5 separate regions of the Mus musculus genome follow, and all the other regions are linked to region 1. Evidence: chromatin contacts called from public ChIA-PET, Hi-C and HiChIP or PLAC-seq data. All regions are on one chromosome and are shown on one strand. The core of a region is the stretch at or near the end of the contact, and the rest is flanking DNA. Distances in the headings are between cores, read along the strand shown. Region 1 holds the start of Bcl11b (B cell leukemia/lymphoma 11B). Region 2 has its middle 49 kb from the start of Gm52008. Region 3 has its middle 140 kb from the start of Gm52008. Region 4 has its middle 250 kb from the start of Gm52008. Region 5 has its middle 240 kb from the start of Gm33236.

Evidence for each region. Hi-C and Micro-C count contacts between places; a contact is called where the count stands out from the background. ChIA-PET counts read pairs in DNA pulled down with a chosen protein or histone mark. HiChIP or PLAC-seq counts read pairs in DNA pulled down with a chosen protein or histone mark.
Region 2: an H3K27ac HiChIP or PLAC-seq map of double positive thymocytes shows a contact between it and region 1, with 6 read pairs. The contact joins the enhancer-like site here to the promoter of Bcl11b in region 1. A contact is called at or near these places in 6 of 39 promoter capture datasets (cranial neural crest, embryonic stem cells, hippocampal neurons and 2 more), 1 of 15 datasets of contacts at CTCF or cohesin (thymocytes), 11 of 484 Hi-C or Micro-C datasets (CD4 T cells, DN3 thymocytes, the P5424 cell line and 6 more), 15 of 115 datasets of contacts at active chromatin or transcription factors (CD8 T cells, the SCID.adh cell line, acute myeloid leukemia and 12 more) and 2 of 9 other capture datasets (embryonic stem cells and liver).
Region 3: a contact with region 1 is called in a Hi-C map of Th2 cells, with 2.1 times the contacts expected there. The contact joins the enhancer-like site here to the promoter of Bcl11b in region 1. A contact is called at or near these places in 11 of 39 promoter capture datasets (the 3T3-L1 cell line, 3T3-L1-derived adipocytes, cranial neural crest and 6 more), 3 of 484 Hi-C or Micro-C datasets (CD4 T cells and Th2 cells), 14 of 115 datasets of contacts at active chromatin or transcription factors (acute myeloid leukemia, craniofacial prominence, embryonic basal ganglia and 9 more) and 1 of 9 other capture datasets (embryonic stem cells).
Region 4: a contact with region 1 is called in an RNA polymerase II ChIA-PET map of memory CD8 T cells, with 33 read pairs. The contact joins the enhancer-like site here to the promoter of Bcl11b in region 1. A contact is called at or near these places in 6 of 39 promoter capture datasets (the 3T3-L1 cell line, embryonic stem cells, liver and 2 more), 7 of 484 Hi-C or Micro-C datasets (CD4 T cells, CD8 T cells, double positive thymocytes and 1 more), 15 of 115 datasets of contacts at active chromatin or transcription factors (the SCID.adh cell line, T-cell acute lymphoblastic leukemia, craniofacial prominence and 10 more) and 1 of 9 other capture datasets (embryonic stem cells).
Region 5: a contact with region 1 is called in a Hi-C map of regulatory T cells, with 2.2 times the contacts expected there. The contact joins the enhancer-like site here to the promoter of Bcl11b in region 1. A contact is called at or near these places in 8 of 39 promoter capture datasets (the 3T3-L1 cell line, embryonic stem cells, hippocampal neurons and 3 more), 6 of 484 Hi-C or Micro-C datasets (Th1 cells, Th2 cells, embryonic stem cells and 2 more), 19 of 115 datasets of contacts at active chromatin or transcription factors (the SCID.adh cell line, SST interneurons, T-cell acute lymphoblastic leukemia and 13 more) and 1 of 9 other capture datasets (embryonic stem cells).

The regions. Positions count from the first base shown.
Region 1 is chr12:108,002,099-108,004,817 of GRCm38.p6, forward strand. Bcl11b (B cell leukemia/lymphoma 11B) reads right to left here and starts at 1,316. Exons shown (of 4, transcript NM_001079883.1): 1 at 988-1,316. The coding sequence starts at 1,045.
Region 2 is chr12:107,159,059-107,161,777 of GRCm38.p6, forward strand. No RefSeq gene overlaps it. Among named protein-coding and RNA genes, the nearest start is that of Gm52008, 49 kb to the left of the region's middle. Within about 2 kb of position 1,308, at least 50 of the 459 cell types and tissues checked have an H3K27ac peak or open chromatin away from gene starts, as enhancers often do. A contact at or near this core is called in CD8 T cells, DN3 thymocytes, the P5424 cell line and 2 more, where this site is marked.
Region 3 is chr12:107,245,973-107,248,691 of GRCm38.p6, forward strand. No RefSeq gene overlaps it. Among named protein-coding and RNA genes, the nearest start is that of Gm52008, 140 kb to the left of the region's middle. Within about 2 kb of position 1,354, at least 5 of the 459 cell types and tissues checked have an H3K27ac peak or open chromatin away from gene starts, as enhancers often do. A contact at or near this core is called in Th2 cells and regulatory T cells, where this site is marked.
Region 4 is chr12:107,360,920-107,363,638 of GRCm38.p6, forward strand. No RefSeq gene overlaps it. Among named protein-coding and RNA genes, the nearest start is that of Gm52008, 250 kb to the left of the region's middle. Within about 2 kb of position 1,367, at least 33 of the 459 cell types and tissues checked have an H3K27ac peak or open chromatin away from gene starts, as enhancers often do. A contact at or near this core is called in CD8 T cells, the SCID.adh cell line, T-cell acute lymphoblastic leukemia and 4 more, where this site is marked.
Region 5 is chr12:107,403,607-107,406,325 of GRCm38.p6, forward strand. No RefSeq gene overlaps it. Among named protein-coding and RNA genes, the nearest start is that of Gm33236, 240 kb to the right of the region's middle. Within about 2 kb of position 1,410, at least 5 of the 459 cell types and tissues checked have an H3K27ac peak or open chromatin away from gene starts, as enhancers often do. A contact at or near this core is called in Th1 cells, regulatory T cells, regulatory T cell precursor and 1 more, where this site is marked.

The DNA.
Region 1 (2,719 bases), core at 66-2,565:
CTGGCTCTGGGAGAACTGTGTACCTGCGCGGCTCGCGCTGGCGTTTTCTTTTCTAAATGAACCCAGCTGGGGCGGTGGAAGCTGCTGAGAGTCTGCCCTGCTGCCTGACTTTGCAAGCCCCTCCACTTGCTTGAAATCCGGCGGATTTGCACCGCGACCTGCCTTGTTTATTTAGATGGGAAGATGAAAGATACAGAGATAGAAAGATGGATAAGAGGATGATAGGTATTTTCTCCCCTTCCTTTTTCTTTCTCTTCATTTTTACTGTTATAAGAGCATCCCTTTTTTTTCCCCACTCATGACTTTTTTGTTAACTCGTGGCGGGGATTTTTTTTTCACCAACCCAAAACCTCCCCCCCACACCTTTTTTTTTTTTTTGAGTTGGGGGGGGAAAGAAGACAAGACCGTCCCAGGAGACGGAGGTGGGGAAATGAGGAGGGGGTGCTCCAGCACAGCAAACAGCTGCGCAGCTGGATTCTTTTGCAAATAGCGAGAGGAGGGGAGGGGACGGCGGCTTCGGAATCCTAGCAGCGGCGCGGTCGGCGCCCAGCCTGGCGGGGCGCAGCGACCGGGAACCCGAAGCCCGCGGCCATCCCTTTCCCCTGCGGGTCCCTGGGTCCAGGGCGCTCTCGGGGCTCCGTCCGCCCGCTCCTCCGAGCGCGGACCCACGCGCTCGCCAACTTTTCCCGGCTCCCCCTCCCCCTCCACTCCTCGGCCCCCTCCCCCTCCTCTCCAAACCCCGCCACCAGCGCCGCCGCCGCCACACACGCCGCTTGGAGGGCCGAGCGTCCGGCCGGGCTCGGCGCGCACAGCCGCCTGCAAGCCCGCGCGCCCCCTCCCCGGCCCGGAGCCCGCGGCGGCTGCCCCCGGCTGCAGAGAAACTTTCCCAGAACCCCACGCTCGGCCGCTGCTCCCGGGTTGGTGTCCCCAGCCCCGGGCGCCCGGAGCCCCAGCCGCCGGCCCTTCGCGCGTGCGGCAGACACTTACGCGTGATGAGTTCCCTCTGGGACAAGTGCTGCGGGTTGCCCTGTTTGCGGCGGGACATTGCCCCGGCATCTATTCTGGCATCGCCCGGAAAGCTGCACAGATGCGGGCCGGGGAGGGGGTCTGAGCCGCCGCCGCCGCCGCGCCTCCTCCTCCGCCCGGGTTGGTGCCTCTGCCCTTCCTCTCTTCCTCTTCCTCCTCCTCTTCTTCTTCTTCGTCTTTATTTTGCTCTTTCTTCTGGGCTGTGTTTTTGTTTTTGTTTTTGCAAAAAGAAAGAAGAAAAAGCCAGGAAGATGGCTTGCTCTAAAATAGAGAAAAGGCTAAAATAAATTATAAAACTGCTGTTGCTCGCCGCTGGCTGGCCGGTTTCTTTAAAAATATATTCTTTTGGAGGAAAAATATCTCTCACACTTCTTCAAAGTGCTTGGCCTCTTAGACTTGTAAATGTCTTCTTGAAGTTACGCCGGGTTTTGCACCGGCCTCTGACACTTTTCTTTCGGGGTCTGGTAGGTGGAACGCGCACTTCCACCCAAGGGGAGGGGGGAGGAAAAAATGCAAACAAATTTCAAAAAAGCCAAAAAAAAAAAAAAGGCAAAGAAAACTTGGGGACTTGTCTCGTACCCCCTCACCCCGCCCCCTCAAAAACCCAAAAGCAATGAAAAGCTGCCTTGGTTCGGCTCTTTCTGGGTTTTCTGCGCGCTGCCTGCTTTTTTTCTTTCTCGGAGGCTGACCCCTCCGAGGCTCTGGGGGACTCCGGGAGCGGCTCCTTCCCGGGTCACCTGGCAGGCTGGCGCCGGCCGGAGGGGCTGCGGGTCCCCGCGTGCGCTCCCCAGCGCTGCCCGGCGCCGCGGGCCCAGGGGGAGCGGGGCTGCGGGGCGGCTCGCCCAGTGCGCCCGGGTCGGTGCGGGCGTGGACGGGAGCTATAGATTGCAACGTGAAGATGGCGGAGTCCGGGTTCTCCGGGAGCTCTCGGTCTCTCTGTGGCTGGGGCTGCCTCTGTACAATGGGATAAAATTCAAGTTCAAGTGCGGACGTGACGTTTAATCTGCTCTAGAGACAAAAAGACCCAGAGAGTCGGAGCACTGGGGGCGACTAGCGGTGGCTTTTTAACATTGTACCCTGTAAGAGAACAAGAAAGCACACACCGAGACACGCGCGCGCGCACTCACACACACTCGCCAGTGCGCACACCCGCAACCCAGGCCGGCCGGCCACACGTGCAAACTACTGTTTTTGTAAGCTGGTCTTATCACCGAGCACCGGTAGCGCAAAAGAGGGTGGGGGGGGATAAATAAAATAAAATCTTGTCCCCACTCACTCTTCCTCCCCCGGGAGCCGGACTCCCTGAGAAAGGGGGCGGAGTGCTGTGTGAGTAACTGAGGTACACTGAGTCCAAGCAAGTCCAAACCCACCCACTCGAGAAAGAGGGCTGGAAACCACGGGCTGGGGGAGACTGAGGCGACAGATAAAATTGTTTTCCTTCACTCTCTAGAAAAGTAGTTACAGTTGGTTTTACTTATTTGGAGAGGGGAGCATTTTGTAGAAACTTCCAAAAAAGTGTCTCCATATAAACCGTTGGGGGTTGGTCGTCTCAAACAACAAAATTAATGATACTGAGGGGCACAGTGGGGGGGGGCACATTTTGTTTGAATCCCATTCCAGAAGGGTTCTTCGCCCTTCTGGGCCCCATTAACTCCTAGGGGTCAAGCACTGCCCCGCCCCCACACCCTAGTCT
Region 2 (2,719 bases), core at 58-2,557, 840 kb before region 1:
AATGCACTTTCATCAAACACTATGGCAACCTGAAACAGACAAAATAGCCCTCCATCCCGCATCTAAGGATGCTATTCCTCCCAAACCAGTGGTTATGGTCCAAGGGGAAAGGTAGAGAAAGGCATTTATTGGTACCCTGGGCATGGTGCCTGACGCTTCAAACTCAGACCCTTTTACTCTTCGCACCCGATGACATGTCAGATGACTTTGATATTGCAAAGTGGATTCTTCAGACATCAAAGTGTCCCCACCACGGAACTGTGACACCTCTGTACTTATAGTTATAAAACAGCTATAGCCACCCAACAGCACTGGGGATTCTCAAATCTCTTTGGAGCCTGGCACATGGGCCAGGGTCTCACCTAGGAGAAATGAGCACACAGACTCCACCCAGCCCCATCCCGTCAGGCATTGCACCTTATGTTTGGCCTCAGCAAGTTCAGCCCAAGTCACTGAGAGAGTAAAACAGAGCCAACAGGGATTCAGACGTCTTGCGACAGGCCAGGCGACAAAGGCTTTCATCCTAGCAGTGGTCAGCAAGTGTGTCAGAGGCGAGTCCCATGGTCATCCACCAACATCTGAAACTGCTAATTGGCTCGCTCAGTCACATCTCAACTAGATAAACTAAAGACACTTCACAGTTCCAGCCTTCCTTTTTTTTTTTTTTTTTTGTATCTCGAGAGGTCACTATACCCACGGTGCCTGTGGGCTAGTGAATGACATAGTCCAAATATAAATTACCTTAGCTGCAGAAAGTTCCAGAGAGCAGCACAGAGCCCTCCTGCTCTCGCTGTTTTAAAACAGTCATCTACAGAAATCCACCACCCTTTGCCTCTGCATCCTGCAAAAAAAAAAAAAAAAGCTGCTATCCAGACTGCCATCTGGGTCCTGGTGTCTGCATCCCGTTCCCTTCCTAACATGACCCTTGATAACAGTTGCTATAAGACCTGATGGTTGTCTTCCCTGGCACTTCCTCAGCTCCCAGAGGCAGCTTCACACTCTGCCCCCACTGTTTCCCCTCCCTGACTGCAGATTTTGAGGGGGGAAGTTTGGGGGAGGAGGGCAAAGACCTGAGAATGGTAGGCCACAGCAGGGTGAACAGGAGCCTGCCAGGGAGGCAGACATCTGTGCCCAGACAGATAGAGTTTCACTGATAGGATCTCTCTTACTATCCTTGTGAGAGATAAACAATTTGCCAAAGCAGCTTGCAGGGGAGGAAGTGCCCCCGCTGAGAAAGTGGCACTCCGAGGCCAGCAGCTCACCCCTGCGGTCACAGACCCAAGGCTTAGGGAGGGAAGGGGGAGGAGGCCACCCAGGCTTCACACAGGTGACAAGATTGATAGGGCCCACGCCTCCTCGGCTGGTATCAGAGAGAGGAGCATGAGCCGGCTCTGGAGGGGGATCAGCCCCTGTGAGAAGTGAGACAAAAAAGGGACCAAAGGCAAGTGAATCTAGACAGCGCTTCTAGAGGGGTCTCCTTATACATCACAGGGCACAGCCCTTGAGATGTTTGCATACACCGTACAGCTCCCGAGGTTGCCCACAGCTCCTCCAAAATGCAGCTATGCCTTCATCAAAACAGGACATCTGTCAGAACACTCGCCCGGCCAGAGTCAATGGATTGTTCTTCCAGGAATTAGATTTCTGGAGGAGGAATAGGTGGATAGCAACTCAGTTCTGACCAATGGCTTCTCAGTATTTTCTCAGTACCCATAAGGACTGATTCCAGGAAGTCCTCGGGTCCCTCATACAAAATGACACATTTGCATATAACCTACATACATCCTGCTTGGCCCTGCAATCAGCCCTGGCCTTACCTATAGTCAGGAATGGATATACGTGATATTCTAATGACGGATGGTTGTTTAGGGCACAGTGTCAATGAGCAGGGAAGGGGCTTGCTCAGTGTATACCTTCATGGGTAGCAAGCCCGCAGAAGTGGCTGCCCAGGGAACCAGAAAGAGAGGTCAGGGGCCAGTGAGGGAGGAAGAGAATGCAAGGCTGTGGGTGTGAAATGTCCTCTCATTAAGATTTTTGTCTCCCGGGAACAATTTCTCAGCAGGGTAATGGCCTGCAATTCTCATTTGCATTCTTGGTAAGATTGCAAACAAAATATGTGAGATGCCTTGTTCCACCAGAATGTCAGAAAACCAAGAGCTTGTGTTTTTTTCTTAGTTATCTCACATCATGTTTGGGACATTGTAGCGTACTTAAAAATGTATTGCCCCTCTGGAACACACAGTCACCAGGTAACTTGTATTTTATATAGCAGTGCTTATATAGGAAGCAGTAAGGAATAGCTGGCCTTTGGGCTTGTTATTAATCTGTGTGCATTTGAGCAGTTTAACTGAGTGACTCAATTAGATTTGGGGCAGACGTGCGGTTAACAGGACAGGCCCACTCTGCTTGCTGTCTTCCCCTAGCCCCCATTCCTTCTGTAGACATCCACGCCAGGGACCACACACTGGCTAAGCCAAATACACAGGACAGAATCCCAAAGACAGCCAGTGACGCCTATCCCTCGTGAATTGGAGATGGTGGATGGACTTGGATCTCACGCTGCATGCATTGTAACTGATCAAACAAACAGATTGCCAAGCATCAGCAAGTGATAAGAGTCTCAGCCACTCCTGGTTCTCTTCATTTGGGCTCACACCTAGAGGCACAAAAGGCTCTTCTGACTCAGGACAAACCAGTGTCAATTCCTGAAACAATTTTG
Region 3 (2,719 bases), core at 104-2,603, 760 kb before region 1:
CCAGGTTCCTGAGAGACTCTGTCTCAAAAAATATCTGAATGGCTTCTAAGGAAGAAAACTGAGGTTGTCCTCTGGCCTCCACATACACGTATGTGTACACACATACACACACACATGTACACATGCACATACACATGTACACATATGCACACACATGCATATCTACTCCCCTGCCCCAGATGAAAGAAAATAAGATGGAAAAAAGTCTTGAGAGAGGGATATGCTCACACCCTGGGGGCATCTTTCTTAAACCCTAGTTCTACGGTCCAGAAGGGGTCCCCCACTCCCTGTTTGAGTCTGTGCCATGCCATTAGGATGGCTGTGATGTCATAATAGAAAGATGCAGTCAAAACTGTTCCAGAGGGAAAAAAGAAAGTGTTCAATTCTTTAAAAAAATATTTCTATTCTCAAATTCTAAGTGGTTCAAATGTAGCGAGTAAATGGGGATATTTATCATTGAGCACCTTCAGTTAGGTTCTTTCTGAAGTGTCTAGGGCTCCTGCACACACGGGACACTGGTCTTCTGCTCATTCCTAAGCGGGTGTGTCTGGGAACATTTCTACTAAAAGCAGAGAGACTCTCCATCCAACAGATCAATGTTGGGGCAGACTACTGATGTTCAGGAAGCACCATGAACTGGCTAAAGCCATTGCTTTTTGTCTTACAAATGCAAGTGTCTGCCAAGGAGTGATCAGCTGGGAACTACTTGGTGACAGTCGATTTTGACCTTAGCCCCTTGTCAGCCGGGTCAGCTGGGAAAGGAGAGCCAATTCCTTCTCCTTTCTTTCCTACGTCTTCATCTTTTACTTCTTCTCTTTGTCCCTGGTGCCCAAATCATACACCTAGAATCCCCACTGTCCTGGTTAGCTTTAACTGTCATCTGGACGCCTAGGCTCACCTGAGAGGGGATTCTCAATTGAGGGATTGCCAAGGTCAGATTGATTTGGGGGCATGTCCGTGAGCTCTCGTAACCCTTCCTTCTTCCTGGGAGCTGTTGGCCACCAGGTCCATGAGGACAAAGGGAGAAGAGGCAGGAAGGTGGGGACAATGTTCAGCTATGAATACCAATGGATTGATTGACTTCTGGGATCAGCTTTCATGAAACCGCTCAACTTTATTAGGTGTGAACAAGGGCTATACAGATTTGGGAAGTGGGTAGAAATTTCCAAGATGGGTATAAGTTATTGGCTAGGGTGGAGGCCTTCAAATGCTTCATTTACATAAAGAAGAAGTCTAAGGACCTGACCTGTAGGTTTTTATCAGAGAGGAAGTTGAATCTGCAATCTGGCCATAGGCTACATGACTTCCTCTGTGGGTTTTTTTTTGGGGGGGGGGGCGGGAGGTTACAGGCAGGAAGTGCTGATTGGTCATACCTAATTATCATGTGGCGGGAAGGGCTGAGTGGGACTTCTGTGCTGAATCATGAAGCACTTGCAGGAAGCTCCGGGCAGGGTCATCCTTTAGATAAGGTCAGACACACCTGTGCTTAGAGACACTCTCCAGATAGGGTCAGTGGAGAAGGGGGAAGTCCTGCTGAGAAAGGGAGTCTTCCATTTCACACCAAGCTCTGCGAGTTGATCAGTCATGGGATAGACTATGACCTTAATAGCATGGTTTCCCAACAGGGCTGGTCATGATTGTGAACAGACTTAGAAAGGCCCAGCCTACTGTGGGTAGCACCATTCCTGGGCATGGGCACCTGGGCTATACAAGAAAGCCAGCTAAGCAGAAGTCTGCAAGTGAGCAAGCAGCCCTTCTCTATGATTTCTGCCTCAAGTTCCTGCTTGAGCTTCTGTCCTGACTTCTATCAGTGATGGGCTGTGACCAAGAAGTGTCAGCCAAATAAACTGTTTCTTCTCCTTTGTTGCTTTGGGTCAGAGTGTTTTAGCACAGCAACAGAAATCAAACCAGGACACTCGCTGTATATAAACATTTCTTAACTTTTAAGTCATTTTGCAGATACTGTTTCCATGCAATAAAAACTGGTACTGAATTCTGAAGAGGGAGCTCATCGGATAAACTGTGGAGAACTGACTTTGAATTCCAACACCTCCATAAATATCCATGTGGTGGTGTGCCCCTTTAATCCTCGGGCCAGGTAGGCAAAGACCTAGGAATCCCTGGGAAGTGCTGGCCAGCTAGTTTTGCTAAATCAGAGAGCTGATTCAGTGAGAGAGCCCGTCTCAAAAAATATGGTGGAAACAGATTGAAGAAGACACCTGGCTTTAACCTCTGCCTTCCATACACTGTAAACACACAAGAACATGTGGTTATAAATACAACACAAACACACACACTGTACAAACACACACAGGCACACACACACACACACACACACATACACAAATGCCCTCACACACATATGCACATATATACATGTACATGTACACACGCAGATCATGCACTGGAACATACTGGTAAAGACTTCAATGTGCTGTTTAGCTGTGTAACCAGTTTGTTGTAGGTGGTAACTAGTCCATTTACTTCCTCAGAGAAGATTCTGTTTTTCTTTTAACGTGTACCAAGTAGTCTTTATTAAGATGCTTGCATCTGTGCACTATAAGGATAATTCTAAAACCTTAAAAACACTTGTAATGAAAAAGGCTTATTACTAAGGATAATTTTCATACATTTGTAATATGAGTATAACTTGGTTCAGTCATAGCCAATACTCTGCAGTTTCTTATTTCTTCATAAAACTTTGAGATTGTTAAGGATG
Region 4 (2,719 bases), core at 117-2,616, 640 kb before region 1:
CTAGCCTTAAAGAGCTTGTGCCTGCTGCTGTACACCAGATGAAGCTCTGATCAAGGGCTGGCTGTCTCCACTCAGGACCTTAAGGAAATGTGACACGGGCTCACACTGTGCCCTTGCTAGCTCCAGACCTTCAGTCAGCACCTGTTGCCAATTCCCGACTCCACATTTCTGTGTCAGTGCTGTGGCGCTCCTGACATAGCCGCTGTGGTTCACCTCCATTCCAGCCACCTCACCTTTCCTGTTTCAGATGCAGGTTTGGATTTCCGTAGAACTTTGCCCAGCTCACGCTAAAAAGCCTGGACCTGCGCAGAATTGAAACCAAGCTCTCTACTTGTTCACTGGGTGACCTTGACCAAATTTCTATGCCTGAGTTTTCTCATCGGTGCCAGGGGGTTTCCCTGTTAGGGGCTGAGTTGGGACTGATGCATTCATATGTTAAATCCCTAATGTCTAAAACCCAGCGTGTACAGGCCAGGGTTCTAAAGTGGTGATCGTGTAAACTGCCTTTAGTAGGGTGCACCCTAGTCCTGGGGACTGCTGCTCTGATAAAAGGGGGAAAATATGGACTTGGATAAACAAAAAGGGAAGAGTTGACTAACAACACATGGGAAAGAGCATCAGCAGGCTAAGGAGGGAGGGAGGACTGCAGAAGGAGTCAACCTGCTGACATGCCGACCACCTCGGCCTTCTAAACTGTGAGGCACTAAGGTCTTGTTGCCCATGCCGCCGCACTATGGTGGGCCTACTAAACTAACACTACTCTCAGCCTTCCAGAAGACTGTCCTAAATGATTGAACTGTCACTCTCCATGGTAGTCAGCACACACTATACTCCATTGTGAGACACAACTGCCACAGGCCAGCACGTGCCACAGGCCCAACTTGTGGAACGTGCCTCTTTGGCGCAAGGCTTATTTTGAGCTGGTTTTGTTTGGTTTTGCTTTCTATTTTCTGTTTTTAAGAAATTGTACATACATACAGGGGTCACTTCGAAAATTTCCATGGGAGACATTTACATCTGCGAGTGATTTACTGTGAGTGGGGGCAGTGTGTGTGTGTGTGTGTGTGTGTGTGTGTGTGTGTGTGACCTTTATACCATCGAGAGCAACCCTGAATGACCAGAGATGCTTACCACAGAAGTCTGTTCTACTTAAATCTATAGTACAAAATGTACCCTGGTTTCTTGGTATTTTCCCTGGTTGGTTTATCTCAACTGGACTTACTTCGAGCCCACCCTGCTTTCATTCTTCTCAGGCTTAGAGAAGAGAGTGTTAAAGCCTCAGGTCTAAGATAACACACCGAGATCTCTCCGGAGATCAGCTCTTCTCTGAGCTGTCTCACATCTGTACAGGAAGTAGACCGAGCTGGCATTAAACTTGTGTTTGTTTTTCTCTTTGTTAGCCTGCCTCCAGCGACAAAGGTCTGTCCCCGCTAAGAATGGAGTAGACAGAAACATCACACATCCTTTCTCCCCTACCACATATAACTGATACGCGTGCCCAGGACACCTTTGACTGTGTGACATAGGAGAATCCTTCCCGGGTTTGCCTGGTAGGAAATATGAGCGAGCAAAGCCACCTTTCTGTTTAAATCCAACCAGAGGTGGCATGTTCTTAGAAACTCAAGTTTCCACCATCATGCAGGTGCTGTTGTAAGGATTTATTAGTCTAAACTATACCGATACCCTGTCTCTCTTCTGTGGGAAGTTGAACACCTCTTACGTGCCCTTGACTTTGCTAAAGCCAATGGAAACCAATACTTAATTAATCCTCAGTTTGAAGTTCCTTGGCCCGTGTTGGTTACCATCGAGGGACACTCCCTTGGCTACTAAAGAAACCTCCATATGGTGGTGGTCCAGCTGGCAACCATGAACTGAAATCCATTGTACTGTCTATGCTTAGGATAACAATTTTGGTGGAATTTTGGATTTATATAGCAGACCCCACAAGGTTTGTCTAGAATAGATAGAAAAGTTCAGCTTTAACTAGGTCAATATTTTCCTTACTTTGTGTTCAGCCTGTGGTCTAACAACTAACAGGTCCTCTTTGCAGCCTTGCCAGGAATTAATCTAAATTTATATTTTCCAAAAGATACTACTTGAAAGAGAATGACTTTGAATATCTACATTTGTGTATTTATTTTATGTGTATGTGTGTTCACCTAGATATATGTGCCCTATGGGCATGAAGCAACCTATAGAGGTCAGAAGGGAGTGTTGGATTCCCTAACCTTCTCAAAACGGAAGTTTCTTCTTCTACACCCAGAAACTCATTTTCTTCCCTGTGGCAAACTTAGTGGATCGAAGGACACTATGACAATGGTAAAGATCGAGTGACTGGCAGTGACCTGAGCTTTTAGGTAGATCCTGTCGTGCAGCCTGAGGGGTAAGCACAGATCATCACCTGCTTGTCACCCCCATCCCCACCCCCATTGAATGGCTTGTTCTGGAACGAAGTACTGTCGCCTGTTTCTGTGTGCAGACGAGTGTTCAACATTGCAATGTTTCTCACGAGTGACAAGGACACATGTCTGTGCAAAGAAATTAATGTTCTTGTCACAGCCGACTCCTCTGACATGAACAAGTGGTTCCCATGCCCGTGAGAGCAGAGGTGGCAGATCACAGGGTGGGGGGGGGGGGAAGGGGGCACCCTTAACAGAGGGACCAGGATGTCTCAGCTCCACGCTGCACATGAGGAGAATACAGGCTCTTGCTCTACCCT
Region 5 (2,719 bases), core at 160-2,659, 600 kb before region 1:
TTGAGCAGACTTATTATGTAAACTCAGTTGTAAAGAGATTATATGATCCCCTTACCCAGAGCTGAGAACAGGATAGCAGAAGAGAGGAGATGAGTTCTGTGGGCTGAGTTTAGAACTGCATGGAGGAAGGTGAAAAGGCTGAGATTTCACTCCTGGGGAATTTTTAAATGACAGCCATGGGGAAGCGGGAATTTTAGGTCTTTGATGTGTATTAATTAGATATCTTTCAACCTTTGAAATTTCCTTAACAGACTACATGACTACATAAAACCCAAAGGACTTTCAGCTTCATTTTGACTGCTAGAATGTCCTGTGCAGATGTAAGTCTACATCCAGAGAGTAGCACCCAAGCCTTGGGAGTTATCTGGGCTCTACACTTAATATCTCCTTGACTTGGCCTGACCGCCTGTGTCCCCTGAAATTCACATCAGTTGTAACCCAACCATGGGTGGCTTGTTGTTAGGAGGTGGGAGCCTGGGAGGTGATTAAGTTAGGGGCAGAACCCTCTGGGATGGAGAAAGTTGTCACTTCTCCTTCCTGTGCAGTCGATCTATGACGTCAGAGGCAGGTGCTCAAACATAGGCCAGGACCTTGGACTCGAAGCAGAAACTCAATGGTTGTTGAACTTATTCTAATGGTGAAGCAGGACTTGAAGCCATTAAGTAATATTTCCAAAGTCATAGAAGTGGCGACTGTCAATTTCAAAATTTGACCTCAGTTGGCTGCCTCCAAATCTCTTGGCCACACACTTGCAGACACTCAGTGAGAGAGACTAAATTGGCATCATCCTTAGGAAAATGCAGAGGTGTTTAAGTCCAGTCTTTTGTGAGGTATTGGACACATCTTTGGTAACTGAGAGCTGACAACCCATCATGTAAGAAAACAGAGAATGAGGCTCCAGGAGGCTTAGAATCTAAACCAAATTGCCTGCCTCTTAGCTCCAACTTCAGAGGCATCCAGGCTACCCTGGAGATGGGCTGAGGGAAAGGAAGAAAAATCAAGTTTGACTCACCTATCTCCCATAAAACCATTTTCTACAGACTTTTAACAGATCAGCTGGCTTCTTTGTCCAAAGTTATTTCATTTCAAGAATGAAGGTTGCTCTCTGCAGTTAGCTCACGACTCTGAGTGGCTGGTGAGGCAGGGCTTGTGATCCTCCATCTTTGACTTGGAAGTGCACGGATAGAGCCGTGGGACCAACAGCCAGAGGAGGTTCAGTACCCAGAGTTTCCCCTTCCCTACACCATCTGTTGTTGACTTCAGAAACCTGCACTTAGAATCACATGAGGAGACATGTCACATCTGTAAAATAAGCTTTCCTCGCTTACGATGAAAAGCCGTAAGCAGGTAGAGCCCAGAACGCTGGCTGCATCCAGTTGTCTATTCCACGTGATGCTGGGCACATGTCATCCTCCTCCCCAGCCTCAGCTGACACAGGAAATGACTAATTCCTGCCCTTACCGTCTCATAGGCTGCTTAAGAAGATGAAATTAAATAATGAACACTCTCAGAGCTCTCTATATTGTGAACACTGTGCGCATGCAAGCGGTTATTATTAATTATGGTTTGGTTTGGAGCGCCAAGCAGTTTCTCGAAGCTTAACTAATAATCACCTGAAGAACCAAGAGGGAAATATTTATAGAGGAGATGTTTGCTTTTCCTCGCACGAATTATCAATTGCTCTCATCTGGTGTTTCAATTAATAAGGTGTGTGTTTTTAATTGAAATAAGGTTAAGTCTCGGAAAGAATAATTTCAGAAGAACATGAATTATGGAATAAAAGAAAGGCAACCGCAGTGGGGAGGAAACTGCTATCTGGAAGCAGGAAGATCCTGGGTGAATTCCTGAAGAAAGGACACTGATTGCTTCTATTGTTAAGGCTGCTGGTTTTTTCCGTTGGAGATAATCTTCACCCATTTTCATCTTCCTTGTCAGATTTTGTGGCTTTTCACATCGCAACACGTCATCACCATGTCAGGGTCCTGAAGGATGCCACTGATGCCAAGAAGAGCAAAGCAGACAGGGAAACTAGGGAGAGTCTGAGGAGGGCCTTGATCCCTGAAAGATGGATGACTGAGATGAACCCCAAGGCAAGTCTTCAGGAGCCACACTGCCAACTCACTGTTTAGGTCTGAAGGAACTAATTGCTCAAAGTCTTCATTTCTTCTTGCCTGTTCCACATCTTCAGGCCCAAGAAAATCTCACATCACTAGAGAAAACCAAGGGGACCTCCACAATGATTCCTGGTCCCCATACTGATTGTCCAGTCCTTTTCCTGCTTCCTAGCCTAGCAAGAAACTAATGGAAAACAAGCAAGCAAGCAAACAAACAAACATCCTTTCCTTTCCACAAAACTTAGGGTAGCAGGATACACATTCTTTCTTTTACTTGAGACAAATAAAAAAAAAAAGAAGTCATATTATGTGATGCAATGATTTTAAATTTAGAGACATTGATCTAAAAGTAACTGTCAATACACACACACACAAACATACACACACAAATGCACATGCACACGCACACACACACACACACACACACACACGAACATACACACACAAACACACATGCACACACACACACAAAAGCACATGCACACACACACCCCAAGAGGTCCCTGAGTATAGGGCTACACTTAAGGGGATACAAAGACCAGTGGCTTTCCTGATTTGAGCCCATGAAGCTAGGAGGCCAGAGAAGCACATTTGCTGAAGTTCAT